Regions from separate parts of the Gasterosteus aculeatus genome. Here region 2 is linked to region 1. The links are chromatin contacts, called in public Hi-C maps. All regions are on one chromosome and are shown on one strand. The core of a region is the stretch at or near the end of the contact, and the rest is flanking DNA. Distances in the headings are between cores, read along the strand shown. Region 1 overlaps cacna1ea (calcium channel, voltage-dependent, R type, alpha 1E subunit a). Region 2 holds the start of LOC120824346.

Region 1 (6,664 bases), core at 1,246-3,745:
TGTGCGTCACCACGAGCACAGGTGTGTCCCCTGTCACTGATTAGTTCAAACAGGTCTGCAGCCCCGGAGCCAGAGAGCACCAGAGAGCACCATGAACCCAGCGCGCAATCGGGGCCGTCACACAATTTATTCAATTTACAGAAATGCACCTGCACGAAGGATAACCGGTTCACGCCGTCTGTCTGTGAGGCTGATGGATGCTGCCGCTGAAAGTCTGAATTACGGATAAATATTGAGTTAGAAAAGACCTGATCATCCTGGCAAATGTAAAAACGCAATATTTCCTGTAGAAAATGTGCTTGAAGCGCAGTTGGAGACGTGGATGAGCCCATTGGTCGAGCTGCTCAAACAACTGTATTCAATCTAACTAGTTAAGAGTAACTAAAAACTATTAGAGTATTACTCTCCTCCAACAACAGCTACTTATCTGTAGTGGCCGTATACGTCAAGTGCTATGATGTAATTTATCTACTTGTATGTGTATCATGTGATGCTAAAAAAAAGAAAAAGAACAAAGTAAATCTACGAAGTTGCCCAATTTAACCGCTGTGCTGGGTCACTGTGCCATCGGCCAGACCCCAGAATTCAACATGACACCCGAAAGCTCCGCCCGAACAGAAGGACACAAAAGCCAGAGCTATTGATGTGCTAAGATGAAGGGACTGGGAGACCGGACTATATTTAGCTTCATTGAGATGTTAATGGTTTGGACCATGAGAGCACTTTTGTGCATGTGTGAGCGAGTGTATGTGTGGCTCAGCATGTGTCCGGGTGTGTGTTAACAATGAGCTCTGCAAGAACCACAAAATGAAGTTCCGGGCTTCACGTTGGAGACCTTGATCATAGAAAATGGGAATAATTACAATTGGGCGTGGCAGAATCAATAGTTGTCCGTTTGCAAGGACGTTGCATGGAAATAGCAGCAATGCCGCTTGCTTTCTTGGCCTGAATCAATCTCTCGCTCTCTCACTCTCGACCCAACCCAGATTTCTGCCCACGACTGTTGTCTTCCTCCTACTTGTTTCCTAGCAACTGATCTGACATGCCCCTATTCTCCGTGCTGATAATTTGTCGCCGTAACCCTAGATTTTATGGAATAAGCTATTTAAATCCCTGTTCCCCAAGCAGGGCTGAGTTATGATCGTTGTCTCCAAGCGAACGACCCCGGTACACGCATGTTGTTAACCTGGTTTCAGTTTGGAGAGGTCGATGCAACAGTTAGACAGTGAAGGGTGTGCTAAAATCATCAACCAGGTAACAAAACAAGCATCAACGCAGACATTTTTATGACTGTCTGAGATATTACATCAATTTAAGCTACTTAATTTAGAATTTTGCAACATTATTAACTAATTAGCTGGGTCTTTGGCCGTGTAATGAATCCTCTGTGGTGAACTGTTGACTTTCATTATTGAAAAATGTTGCCTAATGTTTGTCTCTCTGGTACAACATCCCAAAAAATCTTGAATGTGAATATCATTGTGGGGCCACTTAGGTTTTAGCATCTAGATCCATTATAGCGCAGGGGAAGACACTTACAGCTAATATTTATTGTTTAAAACACCAAAGATGCTTCTGTATGTTAGTATGAAACTAATTCATATGTGTACTAACACAACTATGACATTATGTACCCTAAATCATGTCTAATGCTGCATATTTGCTGAATAGTCAAATGTGATGGAAGATGCTATTGCTAAGCAGTTATCTCCATCTAGTGACAAACAGACGTATTACATTATTTAATGTACAAAATTAAATTCCCAAATCTCTGTTTTCTGTTTGGATATTGGCAGTTCAACCAATTGAGAGGACAATGTCTTACAATTGATTGTACTGCCTGATAACTGTAAAATGTAAGAATATGTATGTTTATGTAACAGTGGCCTCAGTTGTTTTTTTATTTAGCTCAGTCTGCCCCTCAGCTGCTGTTTACTGCGCCTCCTCACTCCCCCAGGCCCATGATGGATTTCCAAGGAACTATCCAGACCCGCCTCTCTCCTTCCATCCACCGGAAGCCCTCAGGACCCCCAAATTACGCTCCACAGTAATAACATTAACCCTAATCATTTAAATACTTTTGTGATTTCCCTTTTTACAATGCAAGCTTTTGCTATGAGGGTACAATTTATTATTATTTATTGTACAAACAACACATGTGAAAAAACCTTAAAAAGGGAGGAAAACATGCATTTTCAGAATAAGCCCCTTGAACTGTAGTTTTATTGTTCAACGTAAATAATACTTTAGGAGACCTTTTTCACTCCAGGTTTCAGCAACACAGTGCAAAACAAACGGTGGGAAGCAGGTGGGTTAATCAAGAAAAGCCAGGAATAAGCCTGCCAGTCGTAAGCAGATGGTTGACACTTTACTCACATTACTGAGACTTTCTCGGCGGACACTGATTGGCTTGAATTTTCACTCTACAGGACAGACTTTCCCCACATCATTACCTAATGGCTTCTTAAGTGGCAGCTGCTCTGGTCTGGAGAACACACTGTGCAGACGAGCTCGACTGAAGCTGCAGTGAATCACTAAGACTGTGGATTACGAGTGGCCTCTGGAGGGCAAAACCACGCTCATCCAACAAGCATCGTGGCTTGAGATGAATAAAATGAAGCAATGATTCATCAGCTCTTTGTGTGTTTGCAGTCTCAGCCACTGCTTCTCTCCATCGATGTTTACGCGTGCCAGATCCAACTCCAAAAAGAGCTTTACATATGCGATATGTCCCCCTTGTTCTCATTGTGCATCTGCTCGAATAATTCGGGAAAATCCGTCTAAATCACTCCCTGTCTTTGACAAATCCTTCCGGTTGGATTATGATGCCCGCGTTTACCCATTTATTTTAAACGGCATCATCGTACAAACTGATGATTACTCCACGGGCTACAACATCCATGTGTCTTATGAATGCATGAATGAGTTCTCAGCAGCTCCACTAGAGGTCACAGACACCACGTTGAGGCAGTAGTTGGCTGCCACGTTGGATATTGATGATGACTCAGTTTGCTTACCCAGCAGCCTTCTACCCATTTGTAATACATACTACCCTCCTGGAGCAACATAAGTCACATAGCTGCAGCGTTTGGGCTCCCTCTGGTTTTGAGAGCTGTGGAATGGATGTGATGAATATCTCGCTCACACGTTTTGGGGCGGGTCTCTGGCTTGTTTCCCTGCATAGGTCGCCATCAAAAGTTAATGTGGGTGTCGTGATGCTGGCCACATATTCCAACCCACTACCAAATTGTAATGTCACAATAGGGCGGCCAAAAAAGGCTATTAGATACAGCTAAGGCCCTCGTGATAAGCCCATTTGGCTTGAAAGCATCAGTGACTGAAATAAATCCTGTTGTACTACAAAGGTATTATTTGCTCCAATAAGCTAACAGCATTGAACTCTCGGAGCACATCACAATCATCTTTGATATTCAAATCTGGAGCTTTGAATAAACGAACGGGAGTGAATTCAAGGTCTATGGCGGGGCGCACATGCATCCCCTTTAGTGTCAGGGCTTTAATGTTGAAAGAAGCACATGACAGCTCAGCTAGTTTGAGCGTACGCGCACACACATGAACATGCAGACTTACCCCACACACACACACACACACACACAGTGGGGGTAAAGTCAGTATTAAAGTTTTGTTCTGGAGTGGTGAAATGAACCTTAATACAGTTCTAAATCCTGACAAAATAATGAATTATAACATTTTTGCCAAACAGGCAGTAATGTTTTTTATTTGCAGCATTTTCATGAGAAATAATATTTTCTGAAATGTGATATGATTGTAGTTGTCAGGGTTGGGTAGGAAGGTAGGAATCAAACGCAGACGTTGAAAGCAAAAGGACTTTAATAGTCAAAAAGGCAAAAGCAAAACGCCAACAGGCAAAAACACACACACAAACCGGGGGAAAAGAGGCAGGCAGGAAAGCGGAACATCAAGACGATATACAGGAACATCCGTGACTAAGGACAATGACTCCACAAACGAAAAACAACGCACACTGCTTAAATACACAAGGGAGGTGCAGGTGATTGGACACAGGTGGAAACAATCCGACAATCACAGGGGATGACAGGACCAGGCAGGAAGTGAAGTTACCCGGGGACACGAGTGGCAGAAAACTACAAAATAAGACAGGAAGTGCACCACACCGTGACAGTAGTTCTAGATTTATAACTTCACCTTTTTGCAACTTGACAATCAAAGGTTGAATAACTTCCTGCCAGAACCAATTTTAAGTGTGTGTGTGTCTTTGGGAGGTTAAAGGTGTAACTTCTCTGGCCAAACATCATTACATGAGGGTGTTTTATTTGTATGTGTTGGCAGGGCCCATTGCTTCCTGTGCAAAATGGTTTAATACCAAAGGGCAGAGTGGGAGGTCAACACAGAGTGCTTCTTTTCCTGGCAGAAGCTGAAAAGCGAACCAGCCTCTCAGAAAAATGTATCTTTCCAGCAACGTTAATCTGTTTCAGTCAGTAAATCAAGGTAAATAATGATCTAACATGAATCAGTTCCTATTTTGACAGGGGTTGATAGGCTGCTTCTAAGTCAATAAATAATGGATTCTTAATCAAGTGTTCCAATGATCTGAGAAACATGGATCTCGCGCTGTGTTCCTCACAAGGTTTTCTCCTTTAATTTCCAGAATTACAGTCAATACCTAGCTTCACTTCTTCAGACCTTTCTCACACAGAAATAACATGAAAATTCCATAAAACACAGAGCCAATACATCATTTCAAGACATTGCTCGAAGCAAGTGAGTTCAGCAGATCTATCATCTTATTAATTATTAAACAGACAATAAATGTGAGAAGTATCTGCGAACCATACTCATTTATAGTCCTGTTTTCGGTCTCTGCCCATCTGAGTGGGAATGTTCAATAGTAAATGAGAAAGCGGGCGGCTGTCGTGGAGTGTTGAATGGGACGACCGGAGGCCATATTTCAAGGTCCCTCAGGATACGTCGCTGGTGTTATTTAGCAGAGCACGAGCCCAGAGATGCATGGCAGTAACATTTAGTGCTGGGATACTGAAAGAATTGGGAACATGCAAAGGGAGCATGGAGATGATCTCGACATCTTAAAGATAAAGTGCCACAATCGCTTGAATGGACTTTGTTGACTCCCAGATAATGAATGATAATGACTTTTGGGATGTTTGAGTTCCATCGTATCACAAAAGGATTTGTGGTTTGGGTATAAACAGCTATTGTGACGTCCCCCTAAAGAGGAAATGTAACCACTTTGGTGATATCTTCATCATCAGGTTAATTTTTTCTCCAATACTTTTATGTCCAAATGTCTGCAAATATAATCAGATTCTGCTCAGTTCTTAGCCCTGATTAGCAACTATGCTAAAACACTAAACTAATATGTGGATTGTGAAGTATTCTTACTAAACATAAGCATTGTTAGCTTTGTCAATGCTGCTATGCTAACGCTGGCATTTAGCTGAAACCATTTTTACCTTTACTGATAGTGACAACAGTCTTTTGGCAGGTACGTGGGGACAATGAGAGGGAGGGGTGGCATTTCGACAAAGGTCAATATAGTGGCATTGTGATAATACAATACGACAATAAAGTATATGCTATTTTTAAACACAACTGTATTTCATCAATATTGTCTTGAAGTTGATCATCAAAACCAACGAGGACAAAGACTACGCCACAATCAGAGCAATCAATTATCAACGCTATTAAATCGATAATAAATGACAACATATAAGAACAAAACTGAGTTTCATATTACTTCCCTCTGTATCAGTCTCTTTTTGCTGCACTTCCAACTGCCATCCCGTCAATGTCTCTATTCTAAACCCCGGAGCCAAATTTAGCCAAACTCAGACGCCATCACCGACTGACATATCCGACAGCTTGGTAACTCATGATCTCTCTCCATCTCTGTGATGGTCATCAACAGTGTCAGTTTGCTGGTTTGCCATCCAAACACGGGAAGACAGACGGAGAGAGAGCAGAATGTGAGGCTGGACGCGAGGTGCAGTGTATCGCTTTATCACTTAATGAGAGGCGCGCCGTCTTCATCCCCGTACAAAACAAATACATCCTCGCCGCAAAACAAATATGCCAGCTTGAATGAACAAAAACATTATTATGGAGCGAGCAAGTGAGCAAACATTACCTCCCCTCACCTCGTCACATATTCTCCCTCAATAACATTGCCTTCTCCGTTCTGCATATTGTTTGACAGACACATGGTTTTGTGCCGCTGAATGTGGCTTTTCAGCATGTCATCATCAATAATTCACTTATGACAAACAGCTCTGACATTTAAACTGCGCTGGGTGTCTGTCTGACACAGAGAGGGAGAGACAATAATGAAGGAGAAGGAGACGCGTACGAGGAGAAGCAGATTATAAAGAGTCAGGTGGCTGGCCTGGTAAACTGTCAAACCCTGAGTAGTAAAACATTGATGGGAGAAGCAAAGATGCCTAAGATGACCTTTTCAGAAATCCTCCATTGACCTCGGACTGAGTAACTGTAGCTCGGAGCTACGAGTGCCGTCGCGCAATTGGTATAGATGAGCGAACAGGTTTTTATGACATTTAGATTGCATGCCTTGATGCCCATTCATGGCTCTGTTTGAAACATCAATCACACACTCACGCAGTCTTTGGGAGAATATGTGAATGACCAA
Region 2 (7,561 bases), core at 2,349-4,848, 55 kb before region 1:
GCTAGAAAGGACACGGATATATGTTACCATCTCAGACATCCAATTAGCTCCGCGCAAACTCAATTTCATCCAAGGTCATGACAGAAAATGAGATAAGAATATCACAGAAATGTGATTAAAATGTCTTGTGTAGTTTGTTTATAAATAATGTTATTAAAACTCAAAGTCACTGTGAATACGTTTAAAGTGTATCAAGAACAATAACGCCAAAAATGACTAAACGTGAAATGCAGCTTTGATTGTTGGTAATGATCATTTACACAGATACCACAAAATGTAAACAACGATTTACCCGTTGACTTTGTATCCCAGGTGTTAATCCCGCCCCCTGACGTCTGTCCGCGTATGCAGGCGGCTGATTGGCTGCTTCAACAGACCGCTGTGGGGATTCGGTCTCTGATTTGATTAAAGAGCCTTCAGCGCCGAACCGATCAGGAGTGGACTCGTCGTAAGCCTCAGAAAACGCCGTGTCATTATCATGACGTCTTCCCGAGTCGTCCTCCTCCTCTGAATGTGTCTCTGTCTATGTCCCACTCACCTGCTCTTCACCTGGAAGCGCTCGTGATGATATTTCTGTCCTGGGTGAGACAGTTTGCGACCTGTCATGCATTTCATCTTTTTCTTTCATCGCGCCGGCTGAAACATTGCCCATCTGCCCCTCCGTGTTCCTGGTACTTGGTGCTTCTCCGCTTTGGACTGTGGAGGTTAAAACAGTCGGGTTTGAAGCTGGACCTTTCTGAGGCGCTGTAAAGTTCTCCTTTAGATTTCCTCCTGTATGTCTTAAGAGTTCAGCAGCTGGATCTACTGAAACTGGATGTATAATGACGAGCGGCGGTGCCTCCTTTCTTCCCTCCTTTACGGATGAAGGGTACGCGATGGAAGTGACTGACCCAGGTTCTGTGACGGGACCTGAGACATGAGGAGATCTCGTAGCAGACTGTGGCCCATGAGGGAAAGCAATCTCCGGACTTGCTGTACTTGCAGCTTCTGATGAGACACCCTCAGGGTTCTCAGGTGGAACGTTAAGGCTTGAAAGGGCTGTGTCAGCACTTTCCTCGATCGCTTGATGAGCAGTTTCAAGTGTGTGTACTGAAGGAGCCTTGGCTGCGATGCTTCCTTCAGTGCTCAAAGGCTCCTCCATTGCTCCTAGTATGTCAAGGCGAGCATCAGGAAACTGCTCAGTTCCATTTCGAGACGTAGGCTGTGGTTCAACATCGGCACCTGGAGCCGTCGGTTTGTCCTTTTCTCCACCGGTCGAGTTTATAATCTGAGTGTCTGTGTCCGGCTGGGTTTCCGCTACAGCTTCGGCGTGCACAACCTCGACATCGGGATGTGTCCTCAGGGGGGAGGTATTGCTCACTGGTGTCCCCTCAGTGGGACCAGACTGTAGAGTTGTGTTTTTAGTTGCTCCGGGTGACACTCGGGTCTCCGGCCTAATGGTCACCTCGTTTATAGCAGCAATCTCCTGGGTGAAAGGGTTGAAATTGGGGAAAATATTACTCATTATGCAAAGCAGCAGAGATATGAAATACATTGTGGAATGTTTTGTAATTACCACGTCTTTTCAGCCCTATTGATTAATCCACTCACTCATTCTTCCTAATAAGACCTGTTCTAATAAGACTGTGTGGGTGTGTGCGAACTAACTTTTGTAATTGCTAAATCCCCGAACTGCCTGTTTATTTGCTTGTAGTTGAGTGAGCTCGGATAATTCCCAGCAAAGCTCCACCTGTTTCACGGTTTCACAAAGAGCGGCTGTGGCTGAGGTCAAAAACAAAACTGTCTAGTTGTCGTCGCACTAATCTGCCCTGGATTCTGGACAAGACTTTTTTTGTTTTAGTTGGAAATTGAGCGGAGACAGTGACAATACAAAAAGCTTTACCAAAAGCATAAATTGTCAATGCATTGCTAACCGTGCCAAAAAATTATGAGTCAGTTTTAATTATTAATTATTTTAATTATCAGTTAAAATCCGACACACACATTTCCCCCGGCCTCCAACACCAGTGGTCCCACTGTGCTTTGGTTAAAGCCTTTTCTATAAACAGGAAAAATATGAGTAATGGAGGGAAAACATGCAGATATCACCAAGCCGATTCTGAATCTTCTGACTGAATAACTACCAATATAATTTAGCCAGTAACTATATTGTGAAAAAAAGATGAAAACTAAATTGTAACTCCATGCATCACTGCTTTTGAGTTGTTAAGGGTTAAATTGATCTTTGTTCAGTTTCCCAAAGCGACAAAGACATTTTCCACACAGTATTTTAAGAGATTTACTCTTTGATGTGAAAATCTTCTCCTGCCTTTCATCCTCTCACATGCACACGTAAGAAGCCCCCTGAACCCGACTCAGGAATATGCGAGCTAATATGCAGCATGTCCCTTCTTAAGAAACTCGTAGAGAAACTCAATCGCAGTGCCAACATTTACAGGAAAACGTTTAAACCTCATTACATGCCATCGAAAAGAAAACTGAAGATAAGACAGTCCATTATGATTTCTAAGCTCGTGAGAAGATGTGTTATATCTTTTCACACTGCGTTTCCAGATAGCAAAAGAAAAAAGTGATTTAAAGACAACAATTCCAATAAATGTTGATGTAATAGAAATCAAGTTTTTCAAAGTTTTTCAAAGCTCTCTGATCACAAAAAAGCAAAAAATAAAGACGGCTAATCTTTAAGTTTATCAGTTTTTTAACGTTTTGAATAGACAGTGAGGATGGAGAGACTTACGCCGCTGAGCAGCAGTATCAGCATCACAGCGCTCCGCATGGCTCCTGGTTAACGTCTCTCCTGGACTCCTCCGACAGCAGCTGCTCCGCACACTTAAGTTCAGGTGCTCAACGGGAAAAGCACACACCTTCCCTGGAGGACGAGCCCAGCGCTGACCTGCACGTTTACAGCACATAGAAACAAACAGACCAACAACAGACGGACTACTTGGGTCACCCTGGTGAACTCTCATGCAATCATACACACACCTGCACACACAGACACACACGCACACACTAGCTCGCCTGCTTCCTGTGGCAACACAGCGCCAGACCGTTCGGTCACCACCACTTGGAACTCAGAAGGTTGGAACAGGAGTGTGAAGAGCAACAGACACTTATGTGTGTTGTCCACGGGGGACGCTCCTTTACAGTAGGTCTTTACAGTAGGTCTTTACAGTAGGTGTAGGTCCTTTGTTGTCGGGGCAGATTGATGGTGAAGGAAAAGGGAAAGACAACTGTCACTGAGCTGTGGATGAGGGACAAGCTCACCATCCTCATTCACCTCTTTTCATTCTAGTTTTATTCCTCTTCTTCAGCAGGAACACTTGCATTGTAGATTTGTATGTTGTATGTTGTATTCTTTGGAAGACACCATCTAAAAGGTCCCTTTTTTCCCTCCAACTAATGACTGTGAGATGCTTAATTTGCTGTTGATCTTCACTTTGAACCCTCCCTCCTCTTCTTTTTTGGTTTTCCTGTCGGGAGGGGAGGAGTGTGGCCCAGGTGAGGAATGTGACACTGAGATCATAAGAGCGAGAAGCTGCTGCCCGGAGAGCGATGTGACGGGTGAGGTTGTGTCTTACGGTAAAGGGGTTTTGTGTGGTCAGGACGCAAACCGCCTCCCGGCAGCGTCGGGCCCAAATGTTTTTGGATTGGCCGTCCCGGGCCGAGGCGCAAGGGGACGCTGTCCTGTAGGCGGTCCAGATGCAGCTGCAGCCCGGATGGAGGGACGCAGAAGGAGAGGCGGGGCCCCAGTCCGTCCCACAGAAGAGCAGCAGCAGCACATCTGTGGGGCACATCTGTGAGAGGTTTACTGCAAACATGACCAGTGCACCATGGCACTGACGACAGTGAAGACTCTCAGCTCCGCCTCCTGCTGAGAAAGCCCCTCCCCTTCCTGCAACTCACCTGACCAACGTTGACCCAGACGCATCAGCACACTCTGCTCGTCTGGAAAACTGTCATGTAGACGTTAGCCCATTCACAAATACATGTACACATACAGAGCTCTCTCTCTGTCTCTCACACGCGCTCACAGGGCACGTTTGTTCTTTCACTCATTCACTGGACGTTGACGGACGTGAGATGAGAATATAGGTGTGTGTAGATTTTAAGTCCAAAGATGAGGTATCACAGAGGGACTGAAGACTGTTCTCACAGAGAGCCACTTCGCATGTGAATGCAAACTGTATCACAAAGCCGACAGATTCAGACGGCATTAAACAGCGTGTGTGTGTGTATGTGTGTGTGTGTGTGTGTGTGTAAACAGTCAAGGTCAAGTCTGACAGCAAAGCCTTCAGCTAAATCCTTTCATCCGACACATCATGGAAAGAAAAACCTTCCCTAGATAAACAGGTTAGCCGTCTCGCACGACCTTGTCAGCGCTGTGGAAATTAAAGATTAATCTGGAGCAAAACAAATTTGCAGTTGAGTTTTGCTTTACATGAACGTACAACACATAACTGTAATGATATATGGTCTTTGTTAGAAAAGAAGGTTTTTATTCCCGCCAAGCCTGGTGAGATAAGATTGTGTGTGAGTTGTTAGAATAGTAGAGAAAAAGCATATAGTTTGGGACAGTGTGAAGTGGAGGGCCGCCTTAGATAACACAACTTCCTGTTCCCGTATCAGTGAAACTTAACCCTATTTACCCACCAATGTCCCCTGAGAGGAAATCTGTTTTCCTGTGTTGAGCCTAATTAGTGTTACTTACAGATCTAGGGACAGTGTGGACAATGTGACATGCTGGACCCACTTGGTCATCTTCTGCATGTTCAACAGCGGTAACAGACCCACTTCTGCAAAAGCACTACAATTATTATTAATGACATTTATTAATGACTAATTTCTAACAAGATTCACACTTAAAGAATACTCGAAATTGATTTATTTGACTAAAGCAGGTATGTCAATGTCAGGCAACAAATTGGTCTATTGAGGCACATTTACTTGTAAGTTGTCTAAAATTTCCGTTGGCCTCGGAGATTAAAGGTATACCATGTTCTACCATATTTATTAACAAATCTCCAATAAAGGCAATAATTCTCCCAAAAGTATTTAAAAAAAAGAAAATATATATAATTTAAAGGTAGCAATATCAGTCAGTACAGGGTTTGGGGTTAGTTCTTTTTTTAATAGTCCTTTAAACACATATGGAAACACTTCTGTTGTTAAAGTTCTTGACAGGCATCATGATTCATATGAAATATAAAGGGCGCAATAAATGAAACATGGATTTATCTTCTACAGTTTATTCTAATTTATTGATTTACCAGAAAGCTTCTGTTATCTATTAAATCCAGGCTTGACAGGGACGTCTTTGTCAAGGTTACGTCCTCAGCTGCATGTTGATCACGGCCCTGTGAACTACAGACCGGAGCCTTAACATAACCTGCGTACTGTAAGAATCGAGCTTCGTAGTCGACAAAAGGTGGAATCTCTGCTTAAATACATATTTTTCAGTCCAGAACATCTTTATTGGGACTCCAGCAGGGGCGTGTGACGTTGTCTGGCTTCTGCACCCTCACTTCTCATAAGTCCTGCGTTCACATTTCCGGAACACGTCAAACTCAACCTATTACAACAACACAACAGCAGGTGATATAAATACACATCTTATTTAAGGGGAACAGCAGATGATGAAAAGATGGAATGTCCAAAGATCTCGACAATGGAAGCAGGGACTGAAAAAAGAATTCATCCGCCTGTGGTTCTGTCATTATTCTGTTGGTGAGGTGGTTTTAAATCACATTTAATATCATGGATACATACAAAATTAGAACAATCAGGCGGGCCTTAAACACATACCTCTTTCACCATGACCATGCATAAAAATCACAAGAACTCTAGAGCACAGAAAATACTATGATTGCTTGATTCTACTGATCGATGCATACACAATGTGACTGAAACAACATGGCAACTTAAAGACAAATCGTACTCTGCCTGTTGTTCCTTTTGTGTGTTAGCATCCATGTTGCATCACATGTTAAAAGGATATTGACGTTTTGTCATCACGTGGAGGAAGGCAACACATCCCGAAGAAGACACGCCCCTGGATCTTTGTACCGGAAGAAAATGGCTTTAGTCGCCTCTCTGACACCACGTGGGCGGAACATCCATTTTCCTTCATGCAGGCTGTCTGTCCTGCAGATGGTTGCACCTCAGGCTAAAGTTGTTATCGTCCATTCAGCAGATGCAGAATACTGATTCAGAGTGATGTCCCCTCTGGTCCAGTCTCATCATCTTGATATCATGACTGACCCGCAAAAGACACTTTTAGTCCTTCTGATCTTTAAACATCTTCACTTTTGGTCCAATGATTAAAAAAAATGTCAGAAGGTGATATTTTACAAAATCAGTGGTGCAGTATCTTGAGACCAGACATCTCGTACTCTGCAGCTCTTCAGAATCATTTTCACACCACAGAGTCAACACAAACGTACACTGTGCTGCTCCAGTTGAAGATACACCATCATTGTTTTCACATAAGGACAGTTTTTGATTCCCTGCATGGACTTTCTGTTGATTGGTGCCCTTGAACCTGGGGAATACTCTTGTTGTAAACAGGAACTATGTCGAAGTCGAAATTGTCAAATAATCCATAGATTGCTACTCTTACAACTAGGCACCATCGAGACTAACAGCAACCCTCTCAAATGACCTGAAAATAAGAAACAAAAGCTCAAATACATTCATTTTATTACATTTTTTTACATGCTACCTCTATGTTTGCCAACACAAAAAGCTTCAGTTTCTTGGATTCAAAGAGAGGTGTGAACATATTGGATTGATAACCCAAAGTATTTTGTTTTGAAAAAAAACAATTAAAACAGTAACTTTCGAGGGAAGGCTCTGCAACGCTTGGCTTTGCTGCTGCGATCTTGCACAGTCAGTCTCTCCTAAATTTGGCAGATTTTCACTATTGACAGCACACATGCACAAACACACTCTTGTGTCCACACAACATAGCCTCCCTCCAGCTACAACACACACACACACACACACACACACACACACACACACACACACACACACACACACACACACACACACACACACACACACACACACAATCCAACATGAGACCACATTGCAGACAGACACCCAAGTGTCTGGATTGATAGCAGTGGAGTTCAGTCCTGCCTGTTATGCTACTGGTACTGAGAATACAAGTTGTCACGGCCACAGAGGAGCAAGAGCCTCGTGCTTTGAGCATCTCCCTGCATCCTCTCTGCTTCTGGCTTTTAGCAGCGGTCATCCTCATCCGTGTCACTTAGCAGCTCGCTGGCCCCGGCTGCACCCGCTTGGCCCAGGTTCTTCCGGTAGAGCCCGTTGGGAAGCTGCCAGGAGTGTCTGAGCTGGGGGGCGGAGCTTATGGCGTTGGCCCGTCCCAGGCTGGTCGCAACGGCAGTCTCAAAAGTGAGGGTATCCTGCCCGTCGCCCGCCCCTCCAGCGCCGACGTCCCCGCGGAACGGTAGGTAGGGCTCGGAGATGTAGCGGTGAGGAGACGGGTGGCTTGGTCCTGAAACTTGACCCTCGGATGACCCCTGAACCGCAGTGA

Evidence for each region. A called contact is a pair of places that touch in the nucleus more often than the background predicts.
Region 2: a Hi-C map of liver shows a contact between it and region 1, with 2.0 times the contacts expected there. The contact joins the promoter of LOC120824346 here to the enhancer-like site in region 1. A contact is called at or near these places in 2 of 6 Hi-C or Micro-C datasets (liver and skeletal muscle).

What each region holds. Positions count from the first base shown.
Region 1 is chr8:16,796,437-16,803,100 of fGasAcu3.hap1.1, reverse strand. The region is part of intron 2 of cacna1ea (calcium channel, voltage-dependent, R type, alpha 1E subunit a); the gene reads right to left. Among protein-coding and RNA genes, the nearest start is that of cacna1ea, 15 kb to the right of the region's middle. Within about 2 kb of position 2,495, at least 1 of the 9 cell types and tissues checked has open chromatin away from gene starts, as enhancers often do.
Region 2 is chr8:16,851,617-16,859,177 of fGasAcu3.hap1.1, reverse strand. It overlaps LOC120824346, which reads right to left and starts at 3,598. Exons shown (of 63, transcript XM_078108096.1): 1 at 2,738-3,598; 2 at 293-1,465. It overlaps LOC144411459 (a long non-coding RNA gene), which reads left to right and starts at 4,716. Exons shown (of 2, transcript XR_013468630.1): 1 at 4,716-6,165; 2 at 6,213-6,405. cacna1ea (calcium channel, voltage-dependent, R type, alpha 1E subunit a) reads right to left here. Exons shown (of 48, transcript XM_078108439.1): 48 at 5,111-7,561. The coding sequence ends at 7,245.